Linked DNA regions of Mus musculus: region 2 is linked to region 1. Evidence: chromatin contacts called from public HiChIP or PLAC-seq data. All regions are on one chromosome and are shown on one strand. The core of a region is the stretch at or near the end of the contact, and the rest is flanking DNA. Distances in the headings are between cores, read along the strand shown.

What was found. HiChIP or PLAC-seq counts read pairs in DNA pulled down with a chosen protein or histone mark.
Region 2: a contact with region 1 is called in a FOXA1 HiChIP or PLAC-seq map of pancreatic cancer cells. The contact joins two enhancer-like sites.

The regions. Positions count from the first base shown.
Region 1 is chr2:109,853,424-109,859,952 of GRCm38.p6, reverse strand. No RefSeq gene overlaps it. Among named protein-coding and RNA genes, the nearest start is that of Lin7c, 34 kb to the left of the region's middle. Within about 2 kb of position 4,097, at least 20 of the 459 cell types and tissues checked have an H3K27ac peak or open chromatin away from gene starts, as enhancers often do. A contact at or near this core is called in pancreatic cancer cells, where this site is marked.
Region 2 is chr2:110,188,832-110,194,809 of GRCm38.p6, reverse strand. No RefSeq gene overlaps it. Among named protein-coding and RNA genes, the nearest start is that of Gm22997, 26 kb to the left of the region's middle. Within about 2 kb of position 2,194, at least 142 of the 459 cell types and tissues checked have an H3K27ac peak or open chromatin away from gene starts, as enhancers often do. A contact at or near this core is called in pancreatic cancer cells, where this site is marked.

The DNA of each region.
Region 1 (6,529 bases), core at 2,848-5,347:
TGGGATGGGATGTTCTTGGTAATGGGAAGCCTCATTTCTGAATTGAATGTGAGTGCTGGGAAAAAGCATATTGGCTAATGCTTCAGCCCTTCTGTTAAATTCAGATCTTTGACAACAAACGCCTGTGGTTGAGGTTACACAGTTCTCATCTCTCCATTTCCCCTCATGGAGGCAAGCTTTCTCTGTATATTCTTTCCTGTGATGGGAAAGAGAATCTGCAGCTATCCTGATCAGCCAGCCCCTTGTGGGTTGAGAAGAGGATAAAAGAGGGAGTTTCTAGTGCAGAATTATAAAAGTAAGATTCCTTTCTATGGACCTACCAGTAAATGTCAGAGATTAAAAACAGTCAGAGGCTGTTAGAGCACAGTCAAAAGAATGACCCGTGGTGAGCAATGCCTGTGAGGGAGGCTCCGGGAAACAAGGGAGAGGGCTTTGTACTTCAGGTGCATTTTGTTCCCTGGATTGTTCTTGGACATGATTTTGTGCCTTCTGTAACAAACATTTACGTTCAATTTATAAGACATGTTTATTCTTGCTGGATATCAGATCATAGCTACAGAACCCAATCTGGTCAGTGTACCCAGAATATGGCTTTCTGCGTTGCTTTCATGTTTTCTCAGATATAATCTATGGTACATTCCTGTCAGTTGTATTTCAGTTGCTCTATCCTGGGAAAGTTCTGGGAAAGGACTTCCCTGTTAATATTTGGTATGTGCTTACTGCTGTTTATTTACATGGTTTTTCTGAACTTGAACAACTTTGCTTGAATCGTTGCTTTCTTTGTTGGTTCATGTCTAAAAGTGCACTTAAAATGAAAGAAGATTGTCTACAGCATCACTCTGTAGTCTGTCCCTATTCTTTCAGGTCATCAGATGCCAAGTCTGGTAGACAAGATTTGCACAGGTTGGCGAAAATCAAATGACACTCGTATATGAATTATAACACCTTATAAGTGTGTGCCACCTTATCATTTTTAAAGGACTCTTACAATTACTACTTTTTTTTGACCATTCTAGAGATCAGTGGGAAAAATACCAGAAACAACATTTTAAGATGAAGAGACACAGGTGTTCTGAAGATAAATCAATTTCCTTTGAGTACACAGGTAAGGACAGAAGTGGGTCTTATTCCTGATCTGAAATTACTCATAGTGGTCCTAAGGTCTGGGAGGTTACTAGAATGGTCTAGGTATATTATAAAATATCCTCACATCTGGGATTCTAAGTAATAAACCTATGATAGAGGTCAGCAGATTTGTAATTTAAATCATTTCTCCATAATTGTTCTCAAGTTGGAAACATTAAAGTCTTATCATTGAGCTACATCTTGTCGAGTTGTTGCCCAAAGTAGCTCCATAGAAACCCCCAAACATCGTAGGGTGCAGGCATTATTGCTGAAGATGAGACTTACTTATGTCATTGAACGTGGGGTAAGTCAAACTAGTGTCTAACTAGAAACGTGACCCTTACTCCCATTGACAATTGCTCATGGTCCTGGAAGGTCTGCATGCCACCAGAAGAGAAAGGTGATCATCAGTATCATCCACTACAAACTCTACAACCTACAACGGTGACCTGCCTGCAAGATGGAGTAGTGGCACAAATGTTATGGGGGTAATGAACCACTTTTAAAAATTGCATTAAAGCCCACCCCATGAGATGAAACCCATACCTGATACTGATAAATTGGCCAAAAACCTGACACAAGATAAGAGATATGACTAGATGGAAACCTGCTACTATTGTTGTGCTAAAGGAACACAGGAATACACTAATGCCTCAGGATAGACACACTGCTGTACCTGTAGATCAGTGCTTCATTCAGCCTTCATCAGAGAAACTTCTTGCTGTCTATGGGAATTAACACAGAAACCACAACTGGACAATGTGGAGAGAGTGAGAGAACCTTTGCAACATTCATTCCTAAATGGGATGTCTTCATCAAAGCTTTTCCTTCCTTCAGGATTCTAGGACCTATGCAGAAAAGAAGTCAGAAAGAGGGTAAGAGCCAGAGGTGGTGTAGAACTCCAAGACACAAGAGGATCTATATTCATGTGAACTCACAGGGAGATTGTGACAGTAAATACTCAAGACCAGCACGGGTTCAAACCAGATGGGGTTCTAGCATTGAGAAGTAGAAAAAGACATGGGGTTACACCCTAACAAAGAAGCTATCTGCAACTGTCAAAGAGAAAATCAGTTTTCTCCAATGAAATCTTAATGGGTATATCAACCACATTCCAGTGTAGGCTCTGTGCCTAGGAGTATCTGGCCAACACAAAATCAGCTCTGTGGTATTTTTATGGAGCTTTTACTTCGTTTTGCTTTATTTTGACATGTTTTATCTTACTGGTGTTTTGTTTGTGTACTGGCTATTTTTATGTCAACTTGAAACAAACAAGAGTCATCAGAGAGGAGGAAGCCTTAATTGAGAAAATGCCTCCAAAAGATCTGGTTGTAAGGCATTTTCTTAATAATGGGGGTGGGGGTGGGGGCAGTCCATTGTAGGTGGTGTCATCCCTGGACTGGTGATCCTGAGTTCTATAAAACAAACAAACAAACAAACAAACAAAAATAGGCTGAGCAAGCCATGGAGAGCAAGCTTGTAAGCTGAACCATGGCCTCTGGACCAGCTCCTGTCTCCAGGTTCCTGCCCTGTTTGAGTTCCTGTCCTGAGTTCCTTCAGTGATGGAAGTGGAAGTGTAAGCTGAATAAACCCTTTCCTCCCCAACTTGCTTTTGGTCAGGTTGTTTCATACAGCAATAGAAACTTTAGTGAAGACAACTTCCTTGTTTTGTTTTTAACCCCTCTCTCTCCCCCTCCTTCCTTTTAAAAAATAAAATAAAAGAGAAAGAACATGAAGTTGGTTGGATAGGGAGGTGGATAAGATCTCAGAGGAGTTGGGGGAGGGGTAAACATGAACAAAATATATTGAGTGAAAAGTTTCTTTTCAATAGGAACAAGTTAAAATGAAAAAAAAAAAAACCCTCAGTGTCCAGATTATACTCCCACCAAATATGACGCTCCAGCCATTGGAGGGTTAAATTCCCAGTGATTCCCAATAGTAAGCCTAGGTCATGAAACTTGGCTTTAGACTAGAGCTTTACAACTTATTTTCCAGATCTTTTTGCAGAGGAGGTGGAGAAGAAAGAATATAAGTTAGAAGGGAGGAACAATAATAATAACAGCAACAATAAACAACAACAAAAACAAAACTAAAACCAAAACAGAGCTCAAGTCCTGACTCTTATGTTGGAAATCTCTCCTCTATCTGAGCTTCAGTGTTCATTTTATAAAATAGAGAAAGTAAGCACTATTAGCCATCAGGAATATGATGCAGATCAGATGGGGTAATGAATGTGAAATATCCAGCAACCACTTAGCTATTCTCCAGTCCTACCTTCCCCCCCTCAAGTTCATTCAAACACTTTACCATTTCCCTGTGTCTTCATATTGTGCCCTCATTTTTAGTGGTAGTGGTGAGGTCCCTGTGTCCTCATTTTTGGAGGGAGTGGAGTTTAAGGTAAGGTTTTTCTATGTAGCCTTGGCTACACAGAACTCACACCGTATTGTAGACCAGGTTGGCCTTGAACTTACAGACATCTCTGTTTCGCAAGTGCTTCCATCAAAGACATTTGACCCCACTGCCCAGCTATACTGAGTCCTTTTATGAGCAAAGTTTCCATTTTTGGTTGTAAATGGAATTAGAAATGGAGCTTCAGAAGTGTTCACGAATGAAATACAGTCTAGAAACTGGGGCTGTGTTCTCAAGACAACTTCGTGCTGTTGCTATTGCTCTGCTCAGCCCTCTGAACCCCAGAGTTATGGATCTGCCAGTTTGCTGAACGTTTACTCAGAAGGGCAATTTCATTGCAAGAGAACATTTCAGCTCTTACTATTCACCTTCTGAATCCCTCCATCCGGCTCGCTGAGTTCCCCTGAATGTGCCCCCAAGCACCTCTTGTTTAGTCTCATTCAGCAAATTAAGGAAAGTTCCAGGATGTTTTCTTATTTGGCAAGTGCTGAGTTCACTGTAACCCAGGCCTGCCAGAGAACAAATAAACCCCACACCACACACACCCACTCCCTTGACTGACACTTGGTACTGGTTAGAACAGAATCTTCTAATATTAGGAATGGTAGCGTGAGGATCGTTTCATAACCACAAACACAGCAAAACTATCGTGAAATTAAGCATGACTCATTGTCAAAGGAACACGAGTCATTGGATCAACTCCCCAGGTTGCTCAAATGGGGACAAGTTCTCCACCAAACTCACAGTCGGCTATTAGTCTTCCCTCTAATTGATAGTTATTTCTGAAAGTGCCTTGACCACACACACTGATTTATTTTTAAACCTCTCCTAATTCCTTCCTCACTGAGTAACACTATTTTGGCAAGCATCATTCTCTTATTTCCTATATATTTAAATATCTTTTTAATTAAACTAGACTGTGATTTGAGAATATAGATTATCTTAATGCATACTATCTTAATCACGGGAAACCTGACACACTGCAGGATCTAGTAGATATAAGTTAAATGTATTGTATATTCTTTATCCATGAGCAAGGGTTGTTTCTAGCAAGGTAAAGAACTATGTTTATCTTATTCCTTGGGATTCGGTGATCGAATACATTTTTTGCCATGATATAGCCACAGATGAATGGTGGGAAGAGTGAAGTGTTCGGGGGGAAGGAGAAAGGATGAACAAAGGAGAAAAGAAAAGAGGGTCTAGTGAGTATTATATAGTATTCTAGCTTCTAGAGATAAAAAAAAAATAAATTGAGCTACCTACAATATGTGTTCTTGGCGTGTTCATGTGCATGCCTGTGTATTTCAGGAGAAGCAATGAAAAAGGAAATAGGTAAGTGCCGTAGAACTGTTGGATGATGATAAACTCTGCAAAGAGAAATTAAGGCAGTAGAGCCTTGGGTGGAGTGTGGGCTGTGGGAATGTTAAGCAAGTCCCTGAGGTAGAGAGAAACTAGAGACTTTGCAGAAAGCCTTCAGCCCTCAGGCATTAGCAGGGCAGGTGAGGGCAGAGCAGAAGAGAATGAAAAATCCCTTTCTGCTGGTAGACAAGCTTGAGGGGAGAGAGCTTTAAATTTTATTTTATTTTATTTTTTTTTGGATGAGTGTTTTCCCTGCATGTATGTCTATGTACCATTGGCGTAGTTGGTATTCACGTAGGCCAGAAAGCATGTTAGATCCCTTGGAACTGGAGTTACAGACAATTGTTAGCCACCATGTGGGTGCTGGAAACTGAAGCTGGGTCCTCTGCAAGACCAGTGAAGTGCTCTCCTGTAAAGCTGACTTTAAAATCCACACAAGAAGACTGTATGGCATGAGCATGACCCTTAGCATACTGCATTCTGTGCTTGGAACTTGCTGAGAGGATGAATCTTAAATTTTAACACATACAAGTAGAAACACTATAGTGGTGACCATTAAACACATCATTTTTGATTTTGTTTGTTTTTGTATTTGGTCATTACATCCGAATACAACTTTTGAAAGCTTAAAAAATAATTCAGAAAGGCAAAGAAACCTAATTATCCCAAACAATCTGGGGAAAAAAAATTAGGAGCAAGTGCATACAAGGACTCATTAGCCATTCAGGAGAGAAAAATTAGAGTGGAAATAAAGGATAGCTAATTTAAAAGTAAAATAAAAACTACTGGTGAATAGGGGTAAGAGTGCAGGACAGGGGCTGCAGAGTGGCTTGGTGGCTAAGACCCATTGCTTTTGTAGAGGACTGGGATTCAGTTCCCACACTTACAAGATGGTTTACAACCCTTCACAAACTGCAGTTCCAGGGGATCTTATGCGGTGTTCTAAACTCTGCAGACACCAGGTATACATGTATGCATACATACATGCAGGCAACTTATTCATATGCACAAAAAACCCCACAACAATAAAACAAATATAAAAGTTTTTAAAAAGAATGCAGAGCCATTGGCTTTCACCAGTCACAAAGTGCAATAACCGTTCCGACACTCAGGTAGCATTCCTACCAGGTTTAAGTTATGGAGTTCCAGCCGGGCGTGGTGGCCCACACCTTTAATCCCAGCACTTGGGAGGCAGAGGCAGGCGGATTTCTGAGTTCGAGGCAAGCCTGGTCTACAGAGTGAGTTCCAGGACAGTCGGGGCTACACAGAGAAAAAACCCTGTCTCAAAAAACCAAACAAACAAACAAAAAAGTTAAGGAGTTCCATGGTACTTGCTTTGTAGAAGTAAAAATTTATGTACACCCAAACTCTTACTGTAAACACATGTGCCAATTTTACTCACAGTTACCAAAAAGTAGAAATAGCAAAATGCTTTTCAGCAAGTGAACATGTGATGTGGGTAGTTCTGTCTGTACAGTGGGTACATCTTAGCAGTAACAGACGGAACAAACTATGGAGAAGATAAACCAAGTCAATCTGAAATACTCCAAGAGAACCAGCTGAAAGGTGTTATACACTGTGCAAGTGCACCCTATACAGAAACAGTGGTGTTAGGGACATATTGGCCATTTCCAGG
Region 2 (5,978 bases), core at 945-3,444, 340 kb before region 1:
AGGTAGGTAGGTAGGTAGGTAGGTAGGTAGGTAGATGAAGGGGTCTGATTTGAGTATAAAAGAAAGTGTGGAAAACATGTGGGAATTAGTGGTTACTTCCAGCTGAGAATTCATCAGATGCTTCACTGACAGTAAGACATTTCTACAGACTTGACAAGTGCGTTTAACAGAGTAGCAATAATAATGGGAAGCCTGAGAAAGACCATTTGGAACCATTTACTGAAGTCATTTAGCACAAAGTTGGCATTAAGTTTCAGGGAAGAGCCAGGGCTTCTCATAGCATGCAGTGTTCTACCTACCACCTTGCTGACCCTGCTACACTTCCCTTCCTACATTCTATTCCTACATCTTTACTAGTTAGGTCTTCTCTAACTCTGTAAAAATATAAGAGCGCCTGGGAACCTAAAGACTATCTCCTGTGCTAGCTGACAACACTGCCCCACATTTTTTTCTCTGGATCAATCTTCAGATAATTTAGGAAACAGATGGTCAGATAATTCCCTAACCAGGTACTAGCCAGGTATATACACACATGACTGGGAAGAAGACTCTATCCATATAATGTATTTCTCTTCTAAGCAGAAGGACCTGAATTCTATCCCCAGATCCAAGGTTAAAAGTAAAGTGACAGGTGTAGGGCATGTTATTCTAATCCCAGCACTGGAGAGGCGGTGTCACAGGTGATTGGGGTTCCCTGGTAAGCCAGAGTAGTCCAATCACTAAGCTTTGGGTTCAGTCAGAGTCCCTGACTCAGGAAAGCTAAACGTCTCCCAAGATAAGGCCAAATACACACATCTTCATGTAACCCCTCAACAACACAGAATTCACACATGCTCTAAACATTTATGTTTAACATAGTTATACTTTGATTTTAAGAGACAGAGAAATTATACTTTCTAATGTCTAATTGCAGCATGTGAATAATATTAACATCTATCATACTTTAGGCATGGAAGTTTAGCAGTAATGCATAGTTAGTGATATGTGCTGAACATCTTTCAATCTTATGTATGCATTTTAGATACCAAAACTTTAATTTTGAAAGTCAGTGATCTCTGTGGTGGCCAAGGATGCTTTAACTCTATTAAATATAACTGCCACTGGTCAGCAACTCACTACATAGAAACATTCTGCAATCCACATACTGACAAGTTGATAGGTTAGTGAAGCATAATTGTCTATATTCACAAAAAGGCAAATAAATGATGGAATTGGCTTCTCCTAACTAAGGTGATAGGCAGTGAGGTGCCAACCTCTAATTGCCCAAAGAGGGAAGATATTTGTCTAGAGTTTACCAAGGTCTTCAGAGAACAACTTTTTAACTAGCCTCCTTTGAGAAGAGATGTCTAGGAGGTTGCCATCTGCTTCAAACAAACTCTCCACTAAACCCTTTGCTTTCAATATCATCTCTTGCAGAGAGACAGAGACAAAGATACAGAGACAGAGAGACATAGACAGAGAGAGAGTGTGACAGGGACAGGGAGGGAGGAAAACCTTAAGATCTATCCTGCTTCATGTGACTACAAGGCATTGTGCAGTTTCAGATCCAACAAATGCCAGCACCTAAACCAGGTGCACATTCAAGAGTCTGTGTGCCACAAGCTGCCTTTGCCTCTGCTGCCATCTAGCCAGAACAGGATCCTAAGGGTGGAATGACCCTGTTCCCATGGTCAACTGCAAGCCACATAAGACCTAGCACCTGGCCAAATGGTGACAAATGTTTCCTGCGTCCAGTCTAGTAAACTCTCATTTGTGATTTAAAAAAAAAAAAAAAAAAAAAAAGGCATGGTCTAGTGAGCAGCTAGAGAGAGGACCAGGTGTCACTGGAGAAAGGTTTCTTGCTTGAAAGAATATGTGGGTCCTGGCAAGGACACAGCCCTCCTTGGCCTTGAGAGGATCACAGCAAACAGGCTTAACCAAGAGCCCTCCTCCAGACCCTTGCAGCTGGCTGGAAAATGAGCGTGACAGTAAACATGTGTTGCTTCTCTTGGGACCTGACTAATCAGATTACCTGCCTCAGATACATACCAGGGAATTTATGGTGAGGCCGTTTGGAAATTAAGCTCTCTGAAAGGAGGAATGGTTTATCACCATTGTTTGTTAGGGTCTAAAATTACTCTGCATACCTCACCGTCATACAGAGCAGAACATCTCTCACTCTATTGTCCCCTGCTGCAGAGGAGCTAACTGCCAGCCTCGGCTCTTGTCAAGGAGCCCAAACATTATCATTCAAAGGCTGTATTTACAAATGGAGCAGGACGGCAGTAAAACCGATGACCTTGCTGCTTCTGGAATCTCATAAAAAGTTTCCAAGCTGCTCCTCCCCAGAGCAAATAAGGGTGTTGCAGTTGCTAGTCCTCTGGCGGCGCTCCAGCTGGGGCTATTACATTCCTCCCTCATAAACTTTCCTCTGAGCTCTGAATACAGACTTGCCTGCTTGTCTGGGTGCTTAACTCTGGAAGTGCTGCTGTGTTTAGAGCATTTAAAGCGAGATGTAGGAGCAAAGTAGAAGAAAAACAGGGAGAGCGAGAAAAGAGGTGACTGGACACTCCGCTGTGGGCCAGGCACCGCACGGTTTTCTCATTCAAGCTTTGTAACCTATTCACATTGCATTCACCCATGTTCCCATGCCTGGAAGGCTTGAAGGACTGAGACTGGCATGTTTTGTTTCGATACAATGGGCATTGGTGCATGCATGCGTGTGTGTGTGTGTGTGTGTGTGTGTGTGTGTGTGTCCCTTTGACCGACACAATCTAGATTGCCTGCTGATATGGGCAAGGTGGAGGAAAGTCAATGAGAGCGATGAGTCAGAGCAGGGCTTCTGAGAACCTATTGTTTTACTGATGAAGAGAATCTGTCTTAGCTGACAGGTGTCTTTTGCCCTTTCCCCTTCTTACCTCTTTGAACAAGGATGTAGGGATTAGAGGAGCAGCCTTCACTTCATGATCAAAGTGGGGAGGTCCCAAGCAGAAAGACAGCAGAGACAACGCATGGATAGTCTTTGAGAGATTCTCAACTCCAAATCACGAATGCTCAAGTTTACTAGTAACACACACACACACACACACACACACACACACACACACACACACACACACACACACACGGGAGGAGAGATTCTTTATAGTGGTAGAAAGACTAAAAGGAATACTTAACTCTACAGTCTTTGCCTACTGGTATCCTAGTGATCCTGGATGTGCACTCAACTTCCCTTGCGCAGGGAGAGACATTTTTCAAACAATAGGAATGGCAAAGGGTGACAGAATTCCTGAGCTGCAACCATGTGTGTTCTGTAAGACTTATTTAATAGCAGATACAGTCTAGAGAGCTTTCTGGCTAATGAGAGAGCAAGCAGCCCACGAACCACATAACTCTTCCTTATGAGAGAAGCTGATGTGACAAGGAACTGTGGGAAGCATCAAGGAGTGAAGGTCAGCTGGCCCCAGACAGGCGGAAGCTGCTCTCAATCCCTTCTCTGAGGATTCTTCACTAAAGAGGCCTCCAAATGAAAGTGCAGCCCAACCGATACCTCCAGTGCAGCTTTGTGAGAGCCTGAATGAAGGACTCAGTGCAGACACCCAGACTCCAAACCCACAGAAACTTAATCAGTAACTGCTGTTTAAAGTCACTCAGTTGATGGTAGTTCATTATGCAGCAATATGACATTGAACACACTCCTTGATTCTACTATAGCGATCTTATATGCAGAAAAATGAAATATGTTTGGTGGATACACAAAAGATCAATATTAGAGGTCTCCACAAAGTGCTGAGGGCTGCAAGTTGATGCTAAGAGAAGGTAGGGATTGAGGACTGTTATGGGTTAAAAAGAAAACCAGATTTTTAATTTTTAATTCTTTGAATGAACACTCTCATTCAAAAGGCTTTTAGAAGGTGGCTAGAGATATGTCTCAGGAGCAAAGAGTACTGACTACTCCTCCAGAGCACCCATATTCAATGCCCAGCACGCACATGGCAGGTCACGAGCATCTGTAAGACTCGACATCCCATCTGGCCTTCAAGAGCACTATGTACTGGCATGATGCGCAGACATACATGCAGACACACATACACATAAAACAATATTTTTTGTTTTTGAAAAGGCTTTTAGGTGATATAGCTGTACTGGTAACCCATCTGTCTGGCATGCACAAGGCCATGAGTTTAATCCCCAGCACAGCATAAATCAAGCACAGTGTCACACAAACAGTCAGAAGGTAGAAGTGGAGCCAGGAGAGTTAGAAGTTCAAGGTCATCCTCAGCTAAACAGTGATTCAAAGCTAGCCTAGGCTGAAAGAGACCCTCCAAATTAAAATACTTTTAACAGTCAGGTGATAATGAACTAGAACAGAAATAAACTGTTAACTAACCCTGTGGGTACACCTTTGACTGATCTAAGGCAGGAGAATAGGCAACCTTTTTCTGTTTACGGTTTCTAGAGTAGCTGGGAAGTTTCTTAACTTGAAAGTAGCAAAAACAGCTGGCATCTCTGAACATTCACCATGTGGGGGCTGCCTGCATCAAGCCTGTTTCTTAAATTATCTTTACCTTTGCATTTATCCTACAAGGTGGGACCAAACACTCTCCCACAGGATGCTCAAGAAAACTGAGATTTAAAGAGGCAAAGTGGCAGGCCAGTAGGGGGTAGGACGCAAAAGCCAGCTATCTAAGGTGTTTAAACACTGCCCTATTCATCAGGCTGCAAAAGACGGAAAATAGTAACAAGAAAGGGGAAGAAACCCTTTCCTATACTCCAAATGCCTGCAGGAAAAACCACAAACAACTTTTGATGTCCTTCCTAACACAACAGTAGAACAGACAAATGTATACTGTGTTCTTCCAGTTAATATGCTATAAGCTGTGGTGTGTGTGCGTGCGTGTGTGTGTGTGTGTGTGTGTGTGTGTGCGCGTGCGTGTGTGTGTGTGTGTGTGTCTTCCAAAGGTTCTGCACTCATCAACTGTATATTCCATTACTTGGACATACGATAACTTACCAAGTTCTTCCCCAGATAGCAGGTAATGTAAGATGATTTCTATTTAGAGCCATTGGGAATAAAGCTACATTCAGCTACTTTGCACATGTTTTGTCTGTACTTTGCGTTTCTGTATTAGGGGCCAGTGGAAAAGGCTCAGTGAGTAAGGACATTTGTTGCCAAACCTCTTGATGCAAGCTCAATCTCCAGGACTCATGAAAAGAATCAACTTCCAAAAGCTGTCCTCTGGCCTCCACACATGCATCTTAGCATACAGAACATGCACCTACACACAGACACACAGACACACACACACACACACACACACCCTAACATATCACACCAAAAAATTAATACTCGAGTCTCCTGCTTAAGACTGAATCCTCTAAGTGGCTGAATCCAAAAAGATACTCATATTGAAGGGACTGACACTTGATATCGTCCTTGGCTCTAATACAAAGTTACTTCTCTGAAGCTTTGAAGACAAGAGAAGGAAACTTGTTTATCTTGTGTATATGTCTATAGGTCAATTTCTTCATAAGTGACACAGGGACTATTCCCTTAGAGGGCTGGATTTTTACTGCCATCTAGAGTATAGGCCTTCTTCCAGATGCCATAAAATTCAAAGTTAATTATTGGTGAACCCTGTAGTGTTTGCTTTCTACAATGTCTCACCACCATGGCCTCAGCCCTTTTTATAGGTTCTTAAATCAATAGAGTCCGAAATAATGTCATCTACTGTGGGCAGACTCTAGCTTCTTCCCATGTTCTTCATTCTCATTAGTATCTACCATATTTCCCATTTTTCCCATGATGTTCAAAAAGTTGCCAGTCATAAGCACAAAAATATGTTATTTATTAAAGCCATAATTGAGGGGGAAAAATTCACTGCAATGCTGAATGACCCAGGAAAACCGGTTCTCATTCCATCTTGTACTGGTGTGTTTTCAAGTAAGGTGACAGGCCCAGCCATGAGAATGGAAAGGGATTTTAGGAAGCAGATCGT